2 separate regions of the Sus scrofa genome follow, and region 1 is linked to region 2. A link is a contact called in public HiChIP or PLAC-seq data. All regions are on one chromosome and are shown on one strand. The core of a region is the stretch at or near the end of the contact, and the rest is flanking DNA. Distances in the headings are between cores, read along the strand shown.

Region 1 (7,262 bases), core at 3,287-5,786, 240 kb after region 2:
TCATTCTGTCTCAAGACCGAATTCTGGTCAAACACCCATCTCCTCCACCAAGTAGCCGGACACCTTCCAGCGTCAGCTTTGCTTTGAGCCCCCACCCCCATGATTCCTTTCTTCTGCCTCTTCCCCTTCCTCTTCCTCCCCGTCCCTGGCCCTTCCCCTTCCAGGCTCCTTGACGAACCTGCCCGGGGGGTTTCCTCCCTCCTCCCAAGTCCTCAGGAGGACTTGTACCTCTTATTTGACTTGTAAGGCACAGTTGCCAAATATTTCTTATCTTTTCCCCTTTGAATCATCGTTTCATCTTTCAAATTGCACAAACTACAGTCTGACTTCCCTTGGTTGGTGTCCCCCCACCGGACCGGGGTGCTCCAACTCCAGCCCTTCCCATCTGCTCGCCACCCTCCCTAAAGACGCCCTCAGAAGCAGCGCGTCCACTTGTAAATCCAGTGTCGGAGCCACCAAGTCCCTGCTCGGACCGCCACTGGCCTGAGGTCCCCCCTCTCCTCCACCTTTTCTCCAGGCCACTCCAATTCCAGCGCAGCCTTCTCCAGTGAGCGCAGGTCCACAGTGATGGATTCTTTCTCTGAGTATCTACAGCACGCCTGTCTCGACAGACTTTTTTTTTTGTTTGTTTTGTTTTTTTGCTATTTCTTTGGGCCGCTCCCGTGGCATATGGAGGTTCCCAGGCTAGGGGTCGAATCGGAGCTTAGCCACTGGCCTACACCAGAGCCACAGCAACGTGAGATCCGAGCTGCGTCTGCAACCTACACCACAGCTCACGGCAACCCCGGATCGTTAACCCACTGAGCAAGGGCAGGGACCGAACCCGCAACCTCATGGTTCCTAGTCGGATTCGTTAACCACTGCGCCATGGCAGGAACTCCTTGACAGACATTTTAATGCTTACGCATGCTCTGGTTTTATGGGGTCTATGTGTATGTAGCTTCTATTCCCTTAAACGGATTAGGAGCTTCCTAAGGACAGTAACCAAGCATACCCTGGATTTTAGGTTCCCCATTGAGTTCCCAGCACAGTGCTACATGCGCCGAGGGTACTTATCAATTACCTCCTGCCCAACAATTTCCAAAGTTAAAATACAGCTCAAATTTCTCGTTTCAAATATGGCACAGTTCGGAGTTCCTGTTGTGGCGCAGTGGAAACAAATCTGACTAGTATCCATGAGGATGCAGGTTCGATCCCTGGCCTTGCTCAGTGGGTCAGGGATCTGGCATGGCCGTGAGCTGTGGTGTAGGTCCCAGCCTTGGCTCAGATCCCGTGTTGCTGTGGCTGTGATGCAGGCCTGCACCTGCAGCTCCGAATCGACCCCTTGCCTAGAAACTTCCATATGCCGTGGGTGTGGCCGTAGAAAGAAAAAAGTATATGGCACAGTAAACTAAGGCAGTAGTAGCTCTAACCTGAGCAAAATCTAAACCCTTAGAGTGAGGGGTTTTATGTACTCAAGGGTCTCCTTTTACAGGCCACCAGTTTGCTGAGAGTGTAGACAGCCCCCAGCTTCACAAGGTTGTCTTGTTTGTGATTGGAACCTAGAAATGCAAGCCCTTGAAAGAGTCTGACTCAAGAGTTCAGCCCTCATTTGCCCAAGAAGAAAGGTGCCCATAGCCAAGTCAAGCTGACCGGGTGAAAGCTAGGGTGTTCAGTTTCCTTTCAAATCAGCCACTATAATTGCCACTCGCATTTCACATGGCACAGATCACACCTGTGTTGTGGGGCCAGGAACAGTGGCCAGCTCACCACCTTCAGAAACCCGGGTGGCTCAGGTCCAAGGCAAACAAGACTGAACAGATGAACCACGCAGTGAGAACTGTAACATGCCACTGTAATCCAGGGAACCTACCCACAACCCAGCAGGGCAGGGTGTAGCCCGGAACGTGCCGGATTTAGGGTCCATTCCACCTTCAGCTCTGGGAAGGTGAGTCCCTGCTAACTGCTAGCGTCAAGAAACTCTCTTGCCTCTTCCTGGTCTGAAAATGTCGTTAGTCCAGTTCGATGAAGCTTCATCTTAGAAGTGAGGTGTGGCCATCTCCACGGCAGACCTGGCCTCACAAAGTCTGTACACAGAGGACAAGCCAGCCACCGACACTCCCAAGCCTGTCTGTTATGAATTAAGCTCACGGGAGCTGGTAACCACTTAGGGTGTTCCATGAACTTCGGAGGATACTGTTCTAGGAAGGCAGCCCCTCCATGTCCATTAGTTCAAAAGCCAGTCAGAATGGAAAGTGAGAGTGAAGTTGAGATGCCGTAGATTCCGCAACTTCTAAATTTAGTTAGCTCTGCACCCCCCCCAGGCCTCCCAGCCGGGAAAAACTATAGCAACTGGGTGAAAAGAGAGGGAGGATGTAACGCACTTCCCAGGTACAGCCAGGGCCTCGCGCAGTGGAGACGCTGACAGTGCCAGGTGGCTCCCGTCTTCATTCTCCTGTGATGCCAGCACCCTCTTTAGGATTCTCCCCAAGGCCGCTTAAAACACCCCTGGAAGCTCTGAAGAGGGTCCTCCAGGTTCAGGACCCTGCAGAGGGGGAAATGCAACCAGCTCTGCTGACCCTGGGGTGCACAGTGAGGTTGGTTCCTGAGTGTGAAGAAAGTTGCAGCGTGGATGTAACTGCTGCTACGGCAAGGGCCTGCCTCTGTGGGGGTGAGGCAGTAGGGCCGTGGTGCCCCTCACAGGAGGTGCAGGCGAGGGGAACCCACAGAAAACAGAGGAAGCAGTCCCTTCTGCAGGGGTGAGCTCTCCCTCTAGCGCCTCCTACCGGCCGAGCGAGCTGAGCAAGGAGAAGGGTGGTTTCTGGGGGCCCAGTCGGGGCGAGGTGAAATCCAATGTGGAAGGACGGGCGTGGAGTCAGGAGGCAATAACTTAATAACTGACACCCCTGAATGAGACAGGAAGGCTCCAAGGGCTCTGAATGAGGGGGTGACAGAGATGACTCACGGAGGCGGGGAGGAGAGCGGTCACGGCGGAGGTGGGAGGAGGTGGCTGGGTTCTGGATATTGTTAGTCTCGCTGGATTCGCTGATGACGTGCCTGTGGGCTGGGAGAGAGCGAGGAGTCAAGGGTGACTCCCACATCTTGGCCTGAGTCACTGAATGGAGACAAATCCTCAGGAAAGGGAAGGTCAGGGCAGAGCAGGCTCCCAAAAAGAGGGCCATCTGGAGCTCGGCGGGGGGCAGGTGAGCTCCGAGGGGCCCCAGCCTGCAGCTCAGGCAAGGAAAGGTCTGGGTCAGAGGTGTGAGACGGCCCACCAGAGAGATGCCTTGTAGAGCCAGGGGGGCGCATGGGATCAGCAGCGGTGTGTCAGCACTGCTCAGAAGGCCCAGCAGCCAGGAATGGGATCTGGAGTCAGGATGAGGTAGATCTGAATCTGATTCTCCCACCATTGGATATTCCCGGGCAGGTCTTCACCCCCTGAGCTTTGATTCCTCATCTGCAAAGTGGGGGTGCCAAGCATACTGGTGGCTTTGGTCCTCTGAGAGGATGCCGTGCAGTGAAGGAAGGAAAGCCCCCCAAGCCAGCACCTGACACACATTCCAGGCTGGAGAGCGAGGCCGCATCAAGTCTGTCCTCTCGGGGTGGGGTGGAGGGGGGGGACTAAGGACAGAGGACGTCAGGAGGGGAACTTGAGTGCCTCCTGACCTCCGGATGAATGTGGGCTCATGGGAGGCGGGGGGAACCGCTCCTCTTACTTGTGAATAACTGGCCTCGGAGTGAGAGACACAGGGCAACCATCAGCTATGAACAAAAAGGAAAGTCAGATTCACAAAAGGATTGTCTTTAAAAAAAAAAATCAGCAATCTTTGAAAAAGCCAGAACTGAGTTTGCAGGGCAAGAGCAACAGAGAAACAGACTCCTGCCGCGGGCTGAGCCAGGAGGCGCCAGTGCGTGCCTGCCGGGAGCCGGGAGGGGAGCTGGGCTGAGTCAGCCCGGGCGCTGCATCACGACACTCGCCCCCACACGCCAGTCACCACCCGCGGCAGATCCGCCTGGGAGCGACCCCAGCCTCCCGTTAATTGTTCACCTCTCATCAAGCACTCTCACAGGAGGCAGGCGTGTCTGTCCAAGGGCCCCGCTGCGGGGTTCTGGAAGGTGCTACTGTATTCCTGGCCCAAGAACTGAGGCCAGCTGCTTGCACAGGGCGCGCCCCTCCTGGGGGGTAGGTCAACTCAGGAAACCAAGCCACAGATCACGACGCTCAGAAAATCCAGCAGTGCAGTGAGGGAGTCTGGCCGTCCTTGGGGAGCTCCTTAAAAGCACCCCGCCTGCTGGACCCCCGGGGCGGGGGCGGGGGAGAAGAGCAGCGCCCCCATCCCCATCCCCAGGGAGGCAGGAGGGACTTCTGAACAGTCTCTCCACGGTCACCTCATTTGGTATCCGAAGCTCTTTGCGTCGCTCTGTTTACAGCAGCCTTTTCCTGCACAAGTTCCCAGCACTTTCACAATGTAAAAAATGACTGTCCGGGGATTCTGCTCCAAGCAGCTGTTTCTGGATGCTCGGACAGAGCCATCTGGAACAGAGATTCCCAACCTCAGCTGCAATCCGAGTATCTGGGGGAGGCGCTCACGGCACCGATGCCTGAGCTCGCCCGGCCGACTGCTACGGGCTACACCGTGTCCCCCCAGATTCATGGTGGAAGTCCTAACCCCAGCGCCTCAGAGGGTGCTCCTCTTGGCCATCAGGTCTTTGGAGGGTGGCTAAAGTGAAAGGAGGTCACGACAGTGGGCCAGCTCCAATGTGACCCGTGTCCTCATGAGAACAGGAGATGAGAGCACGGACCCCCTGTAAGGATGCGGGAAGAAGGCAGGCGGCTGCAAGCCCAGCAGAGAGGCCTCAGAAGAAACTAACGCTGCCAGGGCCTTGATCTTGGACTTCTAGCCCCCAGAGCTGCGAGACAATACATGTCTGCTGTTTAAGCACCACCCCACCCCCTGAAGTCTGTAGAACTTTGCTGTGGCAGCCCCAGGAAATAAACACACCGACTGAGTCAGACTCTGTGGGAATGAGGCCCAGGCATCAGTATTTACGAAGGTTCTTCACGTGTCTGGACTGCAGCTGCATTTTAGAATTCGCTGTTCTAGGCAATAAATCCCCTCCAGGCCGCTCAAACCCAGGCTGACCCTCAGGACTGCTTCACTAAGACGGCGTCACTCGAGGGGCTTGGTGTAACTTCCCTCCCTCCTTCCATCTTGAGAATAGCGAATCGGACAGATCGTTGCCCTCGCCTCGACCTCAGGCTCAGCGTCAATGAAGTTCCATCCACCCTCCTTCCACTAAAACCTGAAACCACTGGGTGTTTCCTAAGAAAATCTCTAACAAAGTCGAGGGCCTAGAAAAGGGCTCTAATCTGATGAACGACCCCGGGGGAGGGAAAAGTCTGCTTCGAAGGCAATCGAGGGACGAAGAGGCCACATCTTCCCTCTTTGGAGCACGGCCCAGTCAAACAGAATGTCTTTTTTTGGTCCACAGTAACATCTTCCTCGGAACGGTCAAGTGGCCCTCTTAAGTGCAGGCAGGGACAGGGGCAGCGGTCTCTGGGAACGGCCAGGCCTCCTTTTTTTTTCTCCTGGTTGGTTCAAAATAAGCCATCGGTGGTAGTCTGGTCACTGTGCCGCTTTAAATAATGATACTAAGAGGGGGTTTCCCTTCTGGCTCAGTGGGTTAGGAATCCGACATGGCATCCATGAGGATGTGCGATGGATCCCTGGCCTCACTCAGTGGGTTAAGGATCTGGTGTTGCCACAGGCCGCAGTGAGTTGCAGATGCAGCTCGGACCCCATGGCGGTGGTATAGGCTGGCAGCTACAGCTACAATTTGACCCCTAGCCTGAGAACTTCCATATGCTGCAGGTGCAACCATAAGAAGAAAAAAAACCAAGAATGATACCAAGATGGACAGAGAGCCTGCACCCTCCTCTCCTGATGGCCTGTGCCTCTGTGTGCCCACCTGTAACCCAGACCCGGGAAGTCGGGACAGCTGAGCGCCACATGGGGAAGGTGAACTGTCAAGGCTTTTAAGCATCCTCCCTTTCAAACATATGTGGAACCTTATCCACATATGTTTTCCCGGCACTGGTGTACCGTCCCCTCCCCCTCTTTTTTTGTTCATTCCTGAAAGCTTCTATTATCAATCACTGCATGGGGTAAATTTTCAAATCAACAGTCAGAGTTTTTAAGCTGCATGACTTCTATTACACTCAGAGGAGGCAGGTGACCAACATCGTTTTGAGATGCAGTCTCAAAACCGCGCTCAGCGGCTTATTTCCTTGGTGTTCATCCATTCACCTTCACGGCCCATATCAAGGCTGGGTTGTGACAAAGGCTTCTCCGAGGATGGCTCTGTCTCTCGCGGAGGGCCCAGGCCGAGAGGGGAGTGGAGACAATGGGCTAGGAGAGAGAAAGGCCGGCGAGTGGGTGTGCAGCCCACTTTTCCTCGGCACTCTTTCACACTCTGCGAGGAAGGGACGTGGCTTGAGGCTGGGTGTCTAGTTCTCCCTCCATCCTTGTAGCTTCCCTTCTCCCAATCACGGAAGTGGCCCTGAAGGATGCCTTCCGCCCACTGGCGAGTCTGTCCCTAAACGAGAGGTCCTGACCCACATTCCAGCAGCTCCACCTCTCTGCCCTAATGGGGGCCAGTCTTGGCCCCTCCCCTCTGGTCTGGTGTTTCTTTCTGGCTATTTGAACTTTGGTGTCTGATCTCATCTTTCTACCCAGACGCTGCCTTTTATGTGACAGTTAGAGGTTAAGGAAGACCTCTGGATAATCTCTAGGCCACCCAAGTCCAGGCCACTGAGTGTCTAACATCTTCCCTGCAATTTCAGCCAATCTGGGCATCTAGCCCAAGCTCCCACACCTTCACATTCTGGTTCTGGGCTGCCTCCTCTGGACCCCTGGTCTTCAGTACCCTTCCCACGACAAACACAGAGGCACCAGAGGGGGGACGCACATCAGGCACAAGCTAAGAATCCACCATATATTCTCAAATTCCTCTAGGCAACCCCACAATCTGGAGGCAGGTGGGCGGTCCTCTCACGCTGCCCTCCTCTGACCCAGCACTCAGCTCTCCCGAGGATTTCTCCCAGAAAACTGAATCTTCTTCCCTCTATGCTGCAGAGAGGCTCAGGAAAAACTTTTTTTTTTTTTTTGACTTTTTGCTATTTCTTTGGGCCGCTCCCGCAGCATATGGAGGTTCCCAGGCTAGGGGTCGAATCGGAGATGTAGCCACCGGCCTACGCCAGAGCCACAGCAACGCAGGATCAA
Region 2 (7,588 bases), core at 805-3,304:
ATGTCATCGGCTGTAGGCTGTTACTTAGGGCTCACCTGCCCCGTGCCCACCTTTAAGAGAAAACAGCTTTTCTGATGTCAGATGCTTCCAGCCGGTTCCGCCTCCACCCCCTTCCCGGGGCGAAGCCGGCGGCGGCCAGCTGCCTGGCTGAGGGACCGGCTGCCTTGGTTTCACGGCCTCACGTTCAACGGTCTCGTGCTCTGGTGAGAACTTTCCTCAGGAAGCCGCACGCGGGACCCTGAAGACGAGCACGTCTTCCTGGAGCCTCTCAGTCCTGAGCTGTACGCTCTCGCCCCGCTGAGGTTTGGCCTCCCTCTCCTGCCTCTGAAACCACAAAGCAGTTAGAGATGCTAATCTCTCGACACAGAGTCACTCTGGCACCACAGGCAGAGGTCGCCTGGGGTCACCATCGCCCGTCTGTGGTGGAAAGTTCCAAGCGGTGCAGTGGCTTCTGTGATCTGCCAGTTGCCTCAGAGAGAGCCCTGGACCCCACAGGAAGGTGGTTTTCCGAGGCAGGGTAAAAATATATTTGCGTTTGTTTACAGACGAGGGATTATTTTTAGCCGGAGGGTGAGGCAGGATGAGGAACGAGGGGCCCCACGGTGGTGGGGCTTCGCCAGCGGGACCTGCACCTGCCCACCGCCAGGAGTTTGGGGGTTTCTGCTTCTGGTTGTTGCTGCACTTGCCTGCCCCTCCCGCCCACCTCCCAGGGCCTCAGGGAGAGGCAGCACCCATCCCAGAGCTGCCTCTGCATCCGACTGCTCTGTTTCCTCCAGGCCAGCCAGCCACACTCGACAGGCCAGCAGCTGAGCTTCAGGCTGCAGGGAGCTCTGTCTGGCTGCTGAGGGACGAGGGCCACGCCTTTGAAGTCCCTGCTGCCGTGCCCTGCTCTGCTACTAACCATCGTCAGCTCAGGGCACATCTTCGGGTCATGTGAGTGGGCTGGCTGGACAGCTGTTGTCCAGATGCTTCAACCTCACTGGGGGAAGTCCAAGCCGAGGGGTGGCCAGGGCGTTTGGAGAGAAATGCCAGTTCTTTGGTACCTGGCTTCTGGGGTAACAGGGAGGAAAAGAGAGATGCACACTGCTGTCCTCCAGCTAAGGCACCACTGTGACCATGACCCCCAGCTCCACCCACAGGGATGTGGGGACAGAACAAGTAAAGGTGAGACGAGGAGCACACTCCCGGGGAGTGACTCTGGGATCGGCAGCAGAGTCCGGGTCACTCACAAACCACCAGTGGCCACCCAGATCCTTCTCTCGCCAGGAACTGCTCCAGCAGAGCTGCTCTTAGAGATAACTGAACCTACTCTCTGAGGCCCTGCCAGCCTAGGGCTGATGGGTCCAGACAAGATACAGCCCAGCAGGCTGTGCTCGGCCCACATCCCCTGGGAGTCCTGTATCATTTTCAAGCACCCCAGCTCCAGGGGCCTCTTTTGTCAGAGGGCTTCCTTCAGGGTTCTGGAACGACTCTGCTGCTTAAAGAAAGTGATAATGGGAATTTGCATCCTTGCAGAGGTGACAGCCCTTAACCAATGGAGGACGGACGGGAGAAGGATATAAATAGTCCAGCCTCCCTGGGCCTCATCAGGACTAAGGAGAAGGTTGCAGGGAGGCTCTGGAGAGAGCGTAAGTCTCACGGCACCACTTCCCTTCCTGGGGATTTGCGCCATGGGCACCCTTACCCAGCATCCCTCTCTTCTGAGTGACTTCCCAACCACCTACTGATTTTCCTGAAACATTCCTTACATGGGTCACTCTGCGCCTGCTTCTGGAGACTCTAACATAAGACACAGGACAAGGCACGGGAGGCACTGTCTACCCTAAGGCCCAGAGTCAACCCAGTTTCCCCTCCTTGCCCATGGCTTCTCGGCTTTTTCAAGTTCAGCCTTCCTAGCTCACCCCATGGAGAGTCTTCAAGCAAAAGGATCTCTCATGCTGTTGCACAAGCATAGTAGACAACTGTTTTCCCACTCCGCAGAGTCTTCTGTAAGATCTCAACTCCAAGTCAGCACCAGGGCCCCAGGGGAAATTCTGCTTCCCAAGTCTTAATTCAGAGTAAGGAGGCCTTGGCTCCAGCTTCCAACCACACAATCGCCTCGTGTTCCCCCCACCTCCCTCCAGCCCAGCAAAAATGAAAGCCAATGGGGGCCTTATATGGCATTCGCCAGCTTTGGAAAACTTTTCAAAAATAGTTTCAGTTCCTTTCTTATTATCTCCCCGGAGTCTGATAATTCCTGGAAGGAGGACTGTAGATGCATTGATATGTGGCGACTCCAGCAGAAAATCAATTCTGTAGCTCTGGAAAGCTGTAAAGAAAGCCCACGTGCACCCCTGCTGGGAGCTCTCAACTCTCTCCTCCCTCTGGACCCTCTGAGCCCTGGAATTAACTCCCGCTTCTCCACAGCACAGGCAGCCCAGGGTGCTGGATGCCAGGCCCCAAGGGAAGGACGGGGTGCGAACCAGAGAACCCCGTTCCTCCAGCTTGTCCTTCCTCCCCTTTGCCTCAATCCAGGAACATCCAGCTTAGGAGAAACCTCAGCGTGGCTTTCAACATGACCTGCACCCTGGGAGACTTCCCACCACACATCTCTCAGCACATCTGGGCTCGTTGTGACCGCTGCTGCTCTTGACTCAACCCCGGAAACATTCTGAAGCTGCAGCTTTGGACTTGAAGAACTAGAAACAAAGCCTCGAAGTCCTGTGCCTGATTCCATCCTGGTCACGCTTGTATCAGGACTGGGTGGGTGGGTGGGGAGAAACTGGAAGAGAAGTAGCGGGAAAGGTATCGTGAAGAATCCTCAAGTCCCAGTTCTTGTTCGTCTTTTTCCACCGTCAAGGCCTGATGCCCTTGTCATGGTGGCCTGGGTCTTCATGAAAAGGTCTTTCCTGGAGAGGGTGCGTCCTGGGTCTGTCGTGGGAGGAGAGAGGTGGTCTAAGGGAGAAGGCAGAAGGGGCCGTGGGCAGTGCCAGAGGGTGCCTGGTGAGTAGTCACAGGGCCTGGCCTTTCCCCCAACCCACAGAGCCGGGCAGGCCCACGAGGCGCATCCACCCTCAGCAAGAGTGTTTGGGTTGGAGGAGGAATTGTCTTGAATTCCAGCCTCAGCAAAACTGTTGAGGACTCTGCCAACCCAGGTGTGGCAGATAATGAAAAGTGTTTTCTCTTTTCTCTTCCTTTCACTTTCCTTTCTTGCCAGAGTGAGTGAACTCTGGGCTTGCCATGGTGTTTTAATTAATTTTTGATTAAAAAAAAAAAAAAGGAAAGGGAGTTAAAATTAAAACCTGCTATATAAAAGCCAAGCAATTTCTGGAAGGTCCTGAGCTGCTGCTGGCAAGTGTGTCCAGGAGTTAGGAACAATGTGCTTGCTGTTTTAGGAGCAAACCAGCAAAGCAGAGCCAGGCTGGAGAAGGCTCTCCTGGCATGACCCAGAACTGGCTTTAGTTAGGGGTTCACACAAGCCTCTTTGGAAGCCGATGAGGAGGCAGGGCTGGGTGAGCCATCCCATGGTCCAAAGCTCATCCTTTGGTCTTTGCGCCTCAGCGCTTCCACGTGGACCCTGAGTCCCAGCAGGGGGCGGTGGGGGGGGGGATAAGGAGGGGAGAGGCTCACCCCTGTTCCCCTAGCGCCCAGGCCAGTGCTTGGCATGCCACAGGCGCTCAGTGTGTGCTTGTGGATGAAATGGGAGCTTACCAAAGCAGTCCTAGCCTCTCAAACTTTTCACGGAAGAGGTGAAAACAAGATCCAGGAAGGGAGACATACAGGTGTCTCCTTAATTTCTCTCTCTCTACCCAGAAAGATTAACTATGCGTTAAGAATTGTAAGAAAGGGGGAAAAAGAGGAGTTTCTTTAAGCAAGTAAAACATGCCTTGTTCTTGCACTTTAGGAGCAAGAACCCAGGTTCTTGGCCCCTGCAGCCAGGCTGCCTGGGTCACTCTCCTCGCTCTGCCATTTGGGCCGGTTACTTGATGTCTCTGTGCTTTGGCTCCATGTTTATACTCGGTAATATCACCAGGACCTGTCTCATGGGGTTGTTGTGACATAGACCTAACACATGCAACAGCGCGGGTACATAAGAAGCACTACTTAAGTGTCATCATAATTATCGTTGCTTTGGGTCAGTCACTGCGCTAGGGACTTTGCTCGTTTTATGTTTCACCTACAGCATCTCTATAAAAATAAACACTTCTCCTCAGAAAAGAAATCATAGACTTGGAGAAGAGACTTGTGGTTGCCTGATGGGAGGGGGAGGGAGTGGGAGGGATCGGGAGTTTGGGCTTATCAGACACAACTTAGAATAGATTTACAAGGAGATCCTGCTGAATAGCATTGAGAACTATGTCTAGATACTCATGTTGCAACAGAAGAAAGGGTGGGGGAAAAAATGTAATTGCAATGTATACATGTAAGGATAACCTGACCCCCTTGCTGTACAGTGGGAAAATAAAATAAAAAAAAAAAAATGGAATAGCCAGATAATTTCTTAACTCTCCTCTGTTGGTTAAATTACTGTGAATTAATATCATCTAAGTACCTGCTAATAATGGAGAAAATACTGGAAAGTTTTCCAGTGAGTACAAGTCTATATGAAGTTTTATCACTACGTGGCAAAAAGAAATAAATTGTTTACCTTAAAGCCAGAAAAAAAATAAATAAATAAACACTATTTCTTTTAGAATCGAAGAAACGGACTCTAAATGAGATTAAGTTCGTGGTCAAGCATCTAGTGATGGTCGGACGCTGTTTTTGAACCCAGATCTGTCTGACCCCACAGCCTGTACTTTTTCTATTATGTTACACTCAAGAACGTCCCCCGCCAGCCGTCCTGTCAGCCTCCGCTCAGCCGCCGGAGCTAATGAAAACGCTGAGTGGCGCTGAGCCTGGCTTCCACTGGACTCTGACAGAGCAGCGGCTGTGTTTCTGTCAGGGAACATTCTCAGCACCAATAATGGTCCTGGCTCCTGTGGCATAAATACTCAGCGGAACTGAATTTAGGAAGTCTCCATTAGACACCTCCTGAGATGTCAAGGATCACCCGGGAGAAATAGGAAGGGGATGGAATACTTAATTCTACTCTGATTGGGGGGGCCAGGTTTCCTTTGTCTAGTGAAGATGAAGCCCCAAGGCGCAGGAAGGAGGGCCCAGCGACTGCCTATTAAAAAACTACGGAGCTCCAAGTACATCCAATTGATCCACCCCGTCTCTAGGGAAACCTGAGTCTGAGCCACGGGGTATAGAAAACCACGTGTCCCGTGGGTGAAACCACTTCCCGTGAGACTTCGCCTTGGAGACAAGCAGGTAAGAGGGAGACTGATGTGGGACAGTTGCCAGGAGAATGGAATTGCATTACAGTTCTTCTGACGTCATGGCCTCGTGCTGTCCTTGTGAGCCGGTAATTCTGAGATGGATCCAGAAACAATTCCTTCTGTGCCTCGGTCACTAGCCCAGATGACCTTTTCAGTCCAATATATTGGAGCCACCTGGGTCTTGGAATGTGTGGGCATTTCCAAATCCTGCTTCTTGCTCCAGCTGATTTGCCACCATACCTAAATATCTATGCAGCTACTGTGTCGTGCCCTACTTTGGGGGTTGAAACTGGTAGTTGGAAGAAGAGTAGATTTTTTTCGGTCTTTTTTTTTCTTTTTTTTTTTTAAGGGCTGCACCCATGGCATATGGAGGTTCCCGGGCTAGGGGTCGAATCAGAGCTGCAGCTGTTGGCCTACACCACAGCCACAGTAACGCCAGATCCAAGCTGTATCTGCAACCTATATCACAGCTCACAGCAGCACTGGATTCTTAACCCACTGAGCATGGCCAGGGATCGAACCTGCATCCTCATGGATGCTAGTCAGATTCGATTCCACTGAGGCACGACGGGAACACCTGAGCCATGACAGGAACTCCAGATTTTTAAATATAATAGATTTTTAAAACCTTTCAAATGAAGTATTGCAGACATACAGAAAAGCATAGATCATAGGTTTATAGCTCAATGAGCATTCACAAAATGAATACACCTGATTTGAGCACCGCCCAAATCAAAGAACAAACAGGATCAGCACGTAAGAAATCCCCCACAGGCTCCCATCAGTGACTATTCCCTCTCTTCTCTCCAAAGGTGACCACTCTCAACTTACAACACCACAGATTAATTTTATTTGTGTTTGGGCCACATGTAAATAGAATTATGCATTATGTATTTTTTTCAGGTCTGGTCGCTTAGACTATATTTGAAAGCTTTTCATGTATTTGTGTATAATGGGTGTTCATTTGCTTTCATTGCTGTATAGTATTCCATTGTACAGATATATCACAGTATATTTATTCATCCTCCTGTTCATTTAATGGACGTTTAGGTTGCTCGCAATTTTAGACTGATATGAATAGTTCTCCTCTGACTCATACGTCAGGGAGGGACCCTTTGGTGACTGGTGAGTACAGGTTCAGTCAGGGATGCCTCAGACTGCTAGGGGATTTCTTAAAGAAAAGTTATCTCCCCCACTGATGTGCCAATGCTTGGAATGCCTTTGATAGAGACAAAGGTTTTAAAAGAAATATCTCCGAGAGAGGAGGCCCCTGAGGTAAAAACAAGCAAAGGCAAAAAGATTGTAAGATGAAACCACAGCGACTGGGCACTGGTACCTGAAAGGGAGTGGATTCCATACAGAGATGGAGAGGATGGGGCGGTGGGGGGAGCCTGGAGGCAGGTGTGTTGTACCACTGGCAGTGCTTGTGTGTGAACTTGCCTTTGAATCGTGCGTTTCACAGAAGAGATGAATTGGGGCTCTGCTTTGAAGGATTTTAGAGAAAAAGCTGCATTCAGTGGACAAGGAAGTGCTGCCATTTTTCTTAGAGTCTGAGAGTGATGAAGATAAGTGGGCAGAACAGCAATAGCTATTTGTCAAAATTCATGCTCTTCCTTCCCTAATAAATTGTTGCTGCTGGGGGAAAAAACTCTCCTATCAGAGACTATTTCTTGTATCTGGGCTGGGCCAATAGAATATGTGTAGAATTAGTATTTCTCATTCTGAGTAACAGCAGTTAAGAAGAAGGTGTAGCTTCTCCACCCCTGCCTTTCCTTTCCATGCCTGGATACCAGGGACATCCAGTTCCTCTGAGTTAGCAAAGACACGAGATGCCAGGCTCCTCCATCCTTGAATTTTCTCACTGAGGAAAGCTGTGTGCCTACCAGGCATACCTGTGAATGAGTCGTAGACTCCTGCTGTGTGAAGTCACACAGTTTGGGTGTATTTGTTACAGCAGCTCGTGTTACGCTTACGAATGCAGATGGCTTCTGACATAATTCACAGCATTGACAGAAAGGAATCAAAGCATACGGTCATTATATAATGGCCTTTTCATTTGAGAAAAGGTAAAAAAATAAGAAGGGAAGCTATCTCAAAAGAACTCTTCTCCAACTTAAGTCATTGGAGAGTATTCACAACTAGTATAAAAACAGGAGAGGAATGATGTCAACACATAATATCTGGGCCTAATAAATTTACACTCCCATGATTGCATTGTAATTTCCTCGAATTGGCTCAGGAAACATTCTTATGTGGGATTCAACATTTAGCAACAAATAAGACTC

Evidence for each region. HiChIP or PLAC-seq counts read pairs in DNA pulled down with a chosen protein or histone mark.
Region 1: a contact with region 2 is called in an H3K27ac HiChIP or PLAC-seq map of skeletal muscle, with 2.2 times the contacts expected there. The contact joins two enhancer-like sites. A contact is called at or near these places in 1 of 47 Hi-C or Micro-C datasets (embryonic fibroblasts) and 1 of 2 datasets of contacts at active chromatin or transcription factors (skeletal muscle).

Annotation. Positions count from the first base shown.
Region 1 is chr7:10,907,490-10,914,751 of Sscrofa11.1, forward strand. No RefSeq gene overlaps it. Among named protein-coding and RNA genes, the nearest start is that of MIR9807, 150 kb to the left of the region's middle. Within about 2 kb of position 4,537, at least 25 of the 83 cell types and tissues checked have an H3K27ac peak or open chromatin away from gene starts, as enhancers often do. A contact at or near this core is called in skeletal muscle, where this site is marked.
Region 2 is chr7:10,667,292-10,674,879 of Sscrofa11.1, forward strand. LOC106507125 (a long non-coding RNA gene) reads left to right here. Exons shown (of 4, transcript XR_002346312.1): 4 at 1-2,879. Among named protein-coding and RNA genes, the nearest start is that of MIR9807, 88 kb to the right of the region's middle. Within about 2 kb of position 2,055, at least 20 of the 83 cell types and tissues checked have an H3K27ac peak or open chromatin away from gene starts, as enhancers often do. A contact at or near this core is called in skeletal muscle, where this site is marked.